Linked DNA regions of Rattus norvegicus: region 1 is linked to region 2. A link is a contact called in public Hi-C data. All regions are on one chromosome and are shown on one strand. The core of a region is the stretch at or near the end of the contact, and the rest is flanking DNA. Distances in the headings are between cores, read along the strand shown. Region 1 holds the start of Znrf2 (zinc and ring finger 2). Region 2 has its middle 37 kb from the start of Znrf2.

What was found. Hi-C and Micro-C count contacts between places; a contact is called where the count stands out from the background.
Region 1: a contact with region 2 is called in a Hi-C map of liver, with 4 times the contacts expected there. The contact joins the promoter of Znrf2 here to the enhancer-like site in region 2. A contact is called at or near these places in 3 of 12 Hi-C or Micro-C datasets (kidney and liver).

The regions. Positions count from the first base shown.
Region 1 is chr4:85,276,313-85,282,124 of GRCr8, forward strand. It overlaps Znrf2 (zinc and ring finger 2), which reads left to right and starts at 4,390. Exons shown (of 5, transcript NM_001108628.2): 1 at 4,390-5,072. The coding sequence starts at 4,592.
Region 2 is chr4:85,241,224-85,246,446 of GRCr8, forward strand. No RefSeq gene overlaps it. Among named protein-coding and RNA genes, the nearest start is that of Znrf2, 37 kb to the right of the region's middle. Within about 2 kb of position 2,883, at least 3 of the 93 cell types and tissues checked have an H3K27ac peak or open chromatin away from gene starts, as enhancers often do. A contact at or near this core is called in liver, where this site is marked.

The DNA.
Region 1 (5,812 bases), core at 3,140-5,639, 37 kb after region 2:
TGGTAACCTGACCGGTAGCTCTTACCACCCAGTTTGCTTTCTCATTCTTGGCAAGAGGTAGTCCTGCATTGCTGACCTTACTCTTTTGCCCACCTGCCCTAATGTGGGGCAAAGATCATTCAGGAACCACTGCAAGGGAGTTGGCCACTTGAAGCATAGACTACTTTGACAGAAAAAGATAGAGGGTAACAAACTTGGCATGGTAATAACAGTTAGCTAAACCAGTGCTAACCCAAGGCATGCATTAATTACTACTCCCTGCCATTATGAGCCACAACAGGCCCTGAAAACCTCCTGCCCTAAGACTGCCTCAGAGCTCTGGGGAAGCGCGCACTGTGGGGAGTTAGAGTGATTGGAGACTAGAGCCCCTGTGCTTGGGAGGTTTACACAATCTAGACCTAAAATACAGAGCTTGGCTCTTGAGGCTTTGGGCTACCCTTGAGGGAGGAGGTGGTACTGGGAAATGTTTTATACTACGTTTTAATCATTCATGTATTACCATAGGGATCCGTGAAAGTAGGAGACTGGGCGGTTGGAGCCTATGGGCTGGAGGAGAACACAAGCATTATGTAGCAGAGAGCTATTTTTTCCTCTAAGTTCCTTTTCACTTCTATAGGCTGGGAAATCCCCTTGGTACTGGGCCCATGATACTCTCTCCACCATGTTTTATATGTTTGCAACAGTATGGCCCCAGTAAAGTCTTTTATAACACTGTGGAATGTAGGAATGAGAGCAAAGTGTCATAGGTTATGTTTGTTTGGTGTTAAGGCGTTTGTGCGTGTCTGGGGAGTGAGTGTATGTGTGTTCATGGATATTTTCGGGTGTCTACGCATGCACGCAGAGACCAGAGAGCAATTTTGATTGTTATTCACTAGAAACCCTCCACATTATTATTATTACCACTATTATTATTGTTATTATTACAGTTATCTTCTTTTTTTTTTTTTTTTCTGAGACAGGGTCTCTATGTGTAGCCCTGTCTGTCCTGGAACTCACTCTGAAGTACCAGCTGCTTGGCTGGCCTAGAACTCAGAGATCTGCCTGCCTCTGCCTCCCATGTGCCCACCAACTCTTTTTTTTTTTTCCTCTTCTTTTCTTTGAGTCAGAGTCTCTTCACTGAGTCCTGGAGCTTAGCTTACTGATTAGGGTAGGATGGCTCAGTGAGCTCCAGGAATCCTCCTATGTCCATCTCCCTGGAGAGAGGATTATAAGCCATACTTCCATGCCTGTATTTTCTCATGGTCCTGGAGTCTGAATGCTGGTTGGCATTTTTGTGTGGCAAACACTTTATAGACCAAGCTGTCTCCTCAGCCCAGGATGCTGTTTTTTTGTTTTTTTGTTTTTTTAATTAAAATATTGTTTACAAGCCAAAGTGAAACGAGAGTGAAATATAATACATTTAATCTCTTACTAATAACTTTAAACTAGTTTGATAAGCAAAAATCAGGTTATTTTTATTAGCAGGTGCTGACATTCTGCCTTAGTTGTTTTGAGAAATGAAAGTCATTCCAAAATCTATGTTAAACATAATATAGGGCTTTGCTAACCAGCTGGTTAACGTGAAGCATTTTTGCGACACACTGAAGCCTGTTTATAGCACCAAAGACTGTTCAAAGTGTTAGCTACCTTATAAAATAAAGTTATTTTTTTAAAAAATTATTTTTAAAAACCTCTGGCTTTTCTATATATGTTTTTCCAGTCAAGCCATATGGTGATGTACGTACTAGTAATGATTACTAAGCAGTCACAAATAATACCTGAAGGCTGAACAATGTACTTCCTTTGTACAAAATAGTGAAGTCAAGTCCACTAAATTTTAGCACACTTGAAACTGTATAGTATCACAGCATGCTACAGAAAATATGCATATTATTATCCCATGACAGGTAGGACAACAGATTTCCAAGTATTTTCAAATAGACAGTGGATCCTCTGAGACTCTCAGCTTCTCTGAGACTGGCTTTATGGTCACATACGTTTTATACGTTTTATAAGAAACAGGTTTAGCTAAGGCAAAGGGCTTGGCTTGTCCCCAAACCCAAAGCCAGCATTGAATAGAATCAAGGTCTAACCCCAGTTTGACCATACTACTCTGGTGTGTACTTACAATCTTCTCCTGATTGGCTTCCCATTAAAGACCCAATGGAGGTACCAGAGGAAGAACACTTTCTTAAGGAACATTAAGAACAAGTTTCTTACGTGTGAAGAACTGGTGGGGTGTGAGGAAGCTACAGATTGTAAGTGAAGTCCCAGCCACCTGGCAATGAAACACAGTCTTCAGGAGGGTCACTATCTGGAGAGAGGGGAGAAGGTTCAGAGAAGCAGACCAAGGAAAGAACAGAGAAGAGTCCCCTCTATACTACTGCTGTCAAAGAGTAGTAATGCAAGTGATGAGTGGCTGTCAAGGATCCTTTTAGGGCCAGACAGGTGGCTCAAGCAAGTAAAGGCACTAATCACCCAGAACCCACATGGTAGAAGGAAAGAACTCCTGCGAGTTGTCCTCTGACACCACACGAAGGCCACAGCATGATGTAGTCACATACATAGGTAACACAAATAAATATGTAAAAAACATTTTTTTTAAAAAAAGTAATTTTGATGTGACAGGAAAACATGAATGTACACATTCACTGAAAAGCTGCTATACTGCCATAGACTGTTGGATGTCTAATGAGTACCATGACTATGAGGCCATTGTCACATAGCACTGTCTTCAGCTCTGGGAATGGGGTGACTGGTAACATGTGCAGGGAAAAGACATTAACCACATGATGTAATACAAGATATTTTATATAAAAGCTCAGAGTAGTTATATATCATGTGCTATGTATATATAAAAACATATATATGTAAAACTACATTTCTTCTTTTTCTCCTCCTCCTCCTTCTCCTCCTCCTACTCTTCTTCCTGCTTCCTCTTTTTCTTCTCTTCTTCCTCTCTCCCTTTTCTCCTTATTGGGGCTGCTTTTTTATTTATTTATTTATTTATTTATTTATTTATTTATTTATTTATTTATTTATTTTTGGTGTTTCTTAGCTGATTTTGAATTAAGGTTCAAGTGGTCCTTGTGATTCAGTCTCTCCAGAAGCTGAGAACTACTACAGGAAGCCTGTTCATAAGGCCTCATTTCTCCTAATTAAAAAACCTAACTTGTGGCTGAAGCGGATGGCTCGGCAGTTAAGAACACCTGCTGCTCTTGCAAAGGAACTGGGTTTGATTCCTAGCACACCCAGGTGACATTTAATCATAACTACAGTTCCAAGGGATTTAATACCTTCTTTTGATCTTCGATCTCCCCAGGCACACGTGGGGAACTTACATGCAGGCAAAACATTTACACACTTACACACACACACACACACACACACACACACACACACACACACACACACCCTCCATTCCCTTATCTTTTGAAAGAATGTCTAAAATCACTACATAAATGACTCACCGCAAATACAAAAGGGAAAAACTGTGACAATGCATTTCTGCAGTTTGTACAAACACACTTGCACATAGACAATGCTACCAGCACCCTCCAAATGGGAGGGTCAGAGCCTGCTAGTCCAAGCACCATATACACGAAGGTGGTTAGAATTCCATTTAGAAAAACCACAAGATTTTAAAGCAGCTATTGCTCTGCAGATTTAATCCAAACATTCTGGGCAATGACGCTAAAGTCCAAAAAGGTAAAGTAATTTAGGTCTGCATAATTTGGTTTGGTGTTGGGCCTGAAGGCTGGGTCTCAGGCAGAAGTCTCTGCACCTGAGTTTTTGCTCTACCCTTGAAGGTCAAGCGGGATTATCATTCATTCTTCCAATTTTGTGCTCTTCTTTTCCCCCAGGATAATTCTAAGTTGGCTTCAGCTTTCCTGTGCTCTGGTATTGTTTTTTGTTTGCTTTAAATCGTCTTCATTGCTGAGATTGTGGGGTTTTTTTGTTTGTTTGTTTGCTTGCCTAACCAGTGTAAACAATACCAACGAAGGTCATATCTACCCACCCAAAAGCTCCAGTCACAGGGAACAGCCACGAACGCTCCAGCCAGGAAAAGGTGCACTTGCTTTTCTCTAGCGTCCACAGGCCACGTGCGGGAGGAGGGGCCGCCTTCTGATTGGTGGCCGGAGTCTCGCCTAGGGGGCGGAGCCACCTGTCTGTCCATCACCACATACTGGGCGGGGCCTGGGCGGGCAGGCCTGGTTGTAGGGCAGAGTCAGGACAGCGGGACCCAATCTCTGCGCTTTGCCTCTACTCGGCCACCGCTCCTCCAGTGCCGACCGCGAGGCGACGGTTGCCGGGGCACGCGCCGCCCGTTCCTCTTTCCCGTTGCGAGCGGCTGGCGCGCAGGGAGGCGGCCCCCAATCCGGCCGGGCGCCTCCCACTTTCCGAGCCGCCGGGGAGCCGGAGGATGGCGGCGGTGGCAGCGGCCGCCCGGGAGGAGGCGGTGCGGAGGCCGCGGAGCGCGGTAGCAAGCGGTAGCGGCCCGTCGCGGCGGCCCGGCAGCGACCGCGTCCGTACGGCTACCTGAGCACCAGCCGCGAGCTGTGTCCTGCCTCGCTCGCTCGTTCGCTCGCTCGCGGCCCGGGGCGGCGCGGACATGGGCGCCAAGCAGAGCGGCCCCGCCGCCAACGGCCGCACCCGCGCCTACTCGGGCTCGGACCTGCCCTCCGGGACCAGCGGCGGCGGCGGGGCGGACGGCGCTCGGGCGGCTCGGTTCGCGGCCCCTGTCCCCGGCGCGCAGCAGCCCAGCGCCTCGGCCAGCACGGCGGCGGCTGCTGCTGCTGCGGCGGCGGCAGCGGCAGCAGCGGCGGCCTCGGCCCCGGCAGCGCCCCGTAGCCGCTCGCTCGGTGGGGCGGTGGGCAGCGCGGCGAGCGGCCGCGCGGCACAGTCGGCCTTCAGCATTCCCAGCAGTGGCGGCGGCAGCGGTGGCCCGTACGGCTCACAGGACTCGGTGCACAGCAGCCCAGAGGACGGTGTCGGCTCTAGGGACCGGGACCGGCCAGCGGGCGGGGGCCCTGGCGGGCCGCGTCTGGTGATCGGCTCGCTCCCGGCCCACCTCTCCCCGCACTTGTTTGGAGGTACGGCCCCCTGCCCTGGCAGCCGCTCCCCAGCTGGGGAAGCGCACCCCGTACCCCCCCGCCCCTTGCAACGCGGTGAATGGAGCAAGTATTGTTTTAAAACAAACTGACGAAACAACCTCGTGGTTGTAGCTTTTAGTACCAGGAAGTCAGGGGAGATCAGTGGCTGAGTGCAGTTCTGCCCTGGAGCTGAAGGGCGAGCAATTTTAAAGGCCCAAAGCCAGAAGGGACTCACTTGGATGTTTGAGTGAAAAAAGGAAGTTATCTCTCCGTTGGATCGACTCCTAACAAAACTGCGATCCTTGCGTCTCTGTAAATAGCCCTACCTACTTAACTGGATACTTGTTTTCTGGGTGTATGTGTTAATGCAAAGTGTTGCTTCATCCCCAGGAAACTGCTACTTTTACAGTTGTGGCTAATGTCACTGCTGCTTTGAAGCAGATTGTGGAAAAGTTCAAGAACAGTTATTTAAAGAGATAATCTTTATAGTGATCACAGCTCTACCTACAGAGGCAGTAATTGGACTAGGTCCTGCGAAGAGTGGTGTTGACTAGAATTAAGGGACAATTTAGAGGTCAGTGATGTGCTTTTATGTTTGAAACTGGAGAAAGGGTGCAGTTGATCGTGAAAATGTGAACTCCGCCGCACATTGCCACCTCCTTTTGTTATGTGTCTGGTATTATACATTCATACTTAAAGCACAGAATGATGTAAACATCATCCCTTCGTTTTTTTTTTTT
Region 2 (5,223 bases), core at 1,633-4,132:
TCTAGCCTAAACACCAGAGTGGGAACTGCACCCCAGCCCTTGACTCCCTGATGGTAGAGAGACTTTCAATTTATTGTGTCATGTTTTATGTTTTGAGACTGCTCCTCCCATGTAGCTCACGCTGGCCTTATATTCAAGGCAGTCCTCCTGTCTCAAGTGCTGGGATTGCAGGTATGCATCACTTTGTCCAAGCAAACCTTGTCTTTCCCAGGTACTTACAATACTCCCGTGACTTTATATATTTTTTCTTTTTTTTTTTTTCTTTTCTTTTTTCTTTTCGGAGCTGAGGACCGAACCCAGGGCCTTGCGTTTGCTAGGCAAGAGCTCTACCACTGAGCTAAATCCCCAACCCCACTCCCGTGACTTTAAATTTTATTTTTAAAGCTGGCATGAATAGACGGGTTTCATTTGTTGATTTTCACACATGCCTATTATTGTACTTTGTTTTCACTCATTCCCTCCCTCGTTTCCTTCTTGCATTCCCCTCCCCCACTTCCCTGTCCCTGGTCCCTTCCCTCGCCCCACATTGTTCTCCCTCCTGCTCTTATGTTACATGTGCTCCATTACCCTCTCTTTCCTCCTCCAGACCTCTATGACCATTCTCTCACCCCACAGTCTTCTCTTTTCAACACACACAGACACACACATAGAGATAAACACACAGAGAGAGACACAATATACACAGACTCACATAGACACAGACACACACACACAACACACAGAGAGACAAACTCACACAGACACAACTTACAGAGTCACATAGATGGACACACACACATACACACACACACACACACACACACACAGTACACATTATGAAGAAAATGTGGTATTTGTATTTGTCTTTCTGAATCTTCCTTATTTCACCCAGTGTTGTGATCTTCAGATCCATCAAAGTGGCATGATTCCCTTTCCTTTGTGGGCAGAGACTTCCATTGTGTATACATGCCACACTTTATCTATTGTTCTGTAGATGGACATGTAGTTTGTCTCTGTTTCCTGGCTTTTGGGAACAGTGCTGCAATAAACACGGATGCACAAAGTATGTCTGTGGCGTGCTGACTCCGAGTGCTTTGGGTGCACACCGAGGAAGGGTATAGCCGAGTCACATAGCAGTCCCATTTTAGTTATATGTCACCTTTGAGGGACAGATGTGAGCAGCAGAAAACATTGGCATTTTAAATGTCTAATTTGACCTACAGTTGGTGCCAGCAGTAGGTCCTTGACTCACTGTGACTCTTTCTTTACATGAACTCCAGTCATTTTACTTTGCACGTTGGTGACAGCAGACCTTAGAATATGAAGCCCAACTGCACAAATTTCAGGTTGAGATAGTAAAATTTATACTCACTCCCATCTTGTAATGGAGAATTTTCTGTTTCATCTTTGACGGAGTAAAAACCAAATTCAGTTTTGTTTTTGCCAGTGCCATGCTCCATTTCCCATGCCATAACACAAATACTACAGGATTTGTGGTTTATTATGAAAAACAGTCTATTTATCTCGCTGCTCCAGACATGGGGTAGTCCAAGAACATGGTGACAGTCTCTGGTCAGTACGTGATGAGGGCCTTGTGATGCATTATAACAAGGTGTCACATGGTGAGTCCGATCTAGCCACCAGCGAGCTCTCCCATAACAACGTCACTCCTGAGATTACCCTGTAAGGATCTTTGAATGAATCCATCCACTCGTGAAGGCAGAGACCTCCTGATCCCGTTGATCCTAAAGACCCACCTCTAACTATCACCAAGAGAGTTTAAAACCATATCCAAACCACAGCTGTGGGACAAGTCACTCTGCCGCTCTGGGCCTCAATTTCTTTCTCTGCAGATAGATTTATTACCTTTGTTTATTTCTTAGTAGACACTATAATTTAACTTGTTGACATCAGTAACACCCAAGTCTCTCACATAGACCAAAAAAAAAAAAAAAAAAAGAATATAAGAGTATGTGTCAGACAATTAATTAATGGAACCGTAATTTCTAGGGTCTTACGATATTTATTATTTTTAGCTAACATTTCTTATATTTTCTAATTTCATATTTATAGCTTTTACAAAAACCATTTCAGTGTGAGCTTTTAAAAAAAATAATTGACTTAAAGGTGACATATTTTTGGAAACATGATAGAGGTATTAAACAGTCTTGCTGTCTGGATTGATGCTGGGAGGTTTTGAGTGCCCCCACCTGCTCTGTTTGTCTTTCCGGGTGGGTACTGATAGGAGCTGAGCAGGTTACCCTCAAGTGTTTGAATATTAGACCCAACCTTAAAATACACTTTCTCTCCTGAATTCACCACTATGCCAAAGTACTACTATGCCTTAGCTTTCTCTATTGCGAAATGGAAACTGAACCAGGCTCTGTATGTCTTGAGGAATTTGGCAAAAGATGTTGAAACTTGTGACTGTCATTATGCCAGTTCATACCTACCTGACCTCTGCTCACCATAGGTTTGCAACACTTCTCTGGTAGGGGCCCCAGGAAGGTGTCTAGAACAAGGCACTAACTAACTCGTGTTCTGTGCCTTGTCACTTCTGAAGCAAATACTATATTGCTGTAATTTCCAACCCCAATAAGCCATATGAAAAACACACAATCCAGTTATTAAAATTATAAGTTTCATGCCTAGACTGGACAGATCTAACACTATACTAACTCATTCCCTGGCTGTAAGACCCCTGGCTACTCTCGGTTTGTCCTGGCCATGGTTCTGGTCCATTGTGGTCTCATTCTCCTCTTTCTCCATCCTTTCTCCTTCCCCTTTGATCTTCTTCTGCCTCCATACCTTCCCCCAATCTCAAACCTCCAGTCCCATTCCCCCCTCCATTGCCTAATCACAGGCTCTAACCTTTATTGACCAGTTAAAATGGGGAGAAGGTTCCCATGAGATCACCTGAGTACATGATTGACCACTCTTGAGGAAGCAGAATTAACATCAGGGTACAGACAGCACCAGATTAACCCACAACAATGCTGCCCTATTTGGAGGCCAATGAAGACACTCAAGATAAATATGTCAAGGATGTTTCTGTGTAAATGTACCTATGGCTGTTGGCTGTCTTTTCTCATATTATTTTTGGTGTTAAATTTTTAACATCTGTACAATGTAGCCATGTATAAAATTCTAAATTCTGCTTGGTAACACTGAGCCAGAGGACAGCCTGAAGTTTCCAGCTCTTCTGTGACCGCTTTTGTCAGTCAATGATTAACTGACTTTGGTTAGCAGAGATAACACAAAGCTTTGGAAATTTACCTGGCTTTTGGCAGTAGGATGGATTGAGGGCATACACCCTGTATGCATTCGTAAATATATGAGGTTTCCATATCCACGGCTGCACTAAGTCCTCTTAAGAGCTATATGATATTGGAAAGCCTATGGCTACTTAAAATAACAGAAGGCAGACACTCAAAGAGCAGAAGTCAGCAGATCAGATCCCTAGTGGTCAAATCCACATCTGGATTTGAACTAAGCCCAAAGCTCATGGTCTTCTAACAGTATTAAACCGGTCCTCAAAACAAATTGCAAAGCATGAATTTCAATGTAGGGTACACTTTCTGCTGTCAGCAAGGAGCCATTTTGGAGTAGCATTTTATTATTTGTTTTTTAAGATAGGACCTTGCTGTGTAGTCTGGGTTTGCTTTGAATTTGTGATCTTCCTGTCTCAGCCTCCTGAATGCTAGGGTGATAGGTATGTGTCACATGCCAAATGGGAGCTGGCTTCTCCTGATATAGCAAAGAGACTCCAGAAGACTTTGGAGCATGGGATTTGCTTTAGGAGAGTCCCAAACTGAGTGGGCTTGGACCCAAGGCCATCTGCTGAGTTTGTAGAGTTGAAGGGATACTACTAACTAAGCAACAAGTCACATCATGCCCCCAAGATCCTTGGTGTCATCTATTATGGAGTCTTTTGCCATCTACAGGAATCACCAATATTGATTAGATGAGAAAGACAGAAACAAATGAATTGTTTGTCCTTCAGGTCTTTACCTAGCAAGTGACCTGGTGTGCAGTGATATGTAGGCTAGTGTTTCCTCCTAGATGTCATAGCTGCTCTTTCTGAGACTAATTTCTACTGTGAAGGTAACCAAAAAAAAGTCAATACCAGAATGTTCAAGATGTACATATTAAGACATCAAATCAGGGGCTAGAGAGAGATGGCCTGGGGCTATCACTTATTGCTCTTACAGAGAACCTGGGGTTCAGTTCCCAGAACCCACATGATGACTCATAGCCATTCACAACTACAGTTTCAAGGGATCTGATGGCTTCATTGGCACGAGCATATAATACATGTGGTCTACATTCATACCTGCAGGCAGAACCCTCATACACACACACACACACACACACACACACACACACACACACACACACACTAAATAAAGAAGTCTTAAAAAAGAAATCAGTTCAATAGAAGACCATGACTTTGTGCAGTACAATGAAAAACTTTTAGGTTTCTTGTTTGCAGGCTTCAGTCAAAACAACCAAACAAACACTGTACTAGACTGGGTCAGAGGTTCCAAAGTCAATGTTACAACAAATGACCAGAGATAGTTGTGCAGGCAAAGGATCCATGGCATGTACACTGGGAAAGAGTGCTCTCATACTCGTTACATGCAACTCCTAGCCAGGTAAACCCTCTCCCTTTATTCTATTTCTTTCCAGATGACAGAGGTAAGAGAGCTCTTTGACTCTGCATGCTAAGAGGGAGCTGCACGGCCTCCAAACAACCATTCCTTTTCACAGATGTTTTAATACAAAATGGTCCAGAGAGAAAAATCTTCAGGCATGGAGGGTTCTGGACAGAGCCAAGGAAAGGGTGATAATCGAAGAGTCCTAAGGACCTCTTCCCTCTGGTCCTGACGCTCTTTCAAATGCCCTCTAATTACAAGGAATATGCTGTCTTTTGTCAACGTGCAAGTCCTGAATCTCAATGCAGCTGTTTCCAGATGGTTCTGGTTTTATCAACTCTACACGGCAGGAGATCTTTCAAATGCTACCTGGAAATGGCTCCATTCTGGCTGTCAGCCACACTCTAAGGGAAAACACCGTGCACGGGCAGAGCTGTCTATGGCCGCCTATGGACAGGGAGAGATTCTGGCTGATTAGTCATTGCTAAATACCCTGAACATCATCATTCCTGGCATAGCCAGAGCCACCTGGGTGAATTGGCCATTGAAAAATGTGGAGATCAAAAGGTCCAAGTGTGCCTTGGGGATG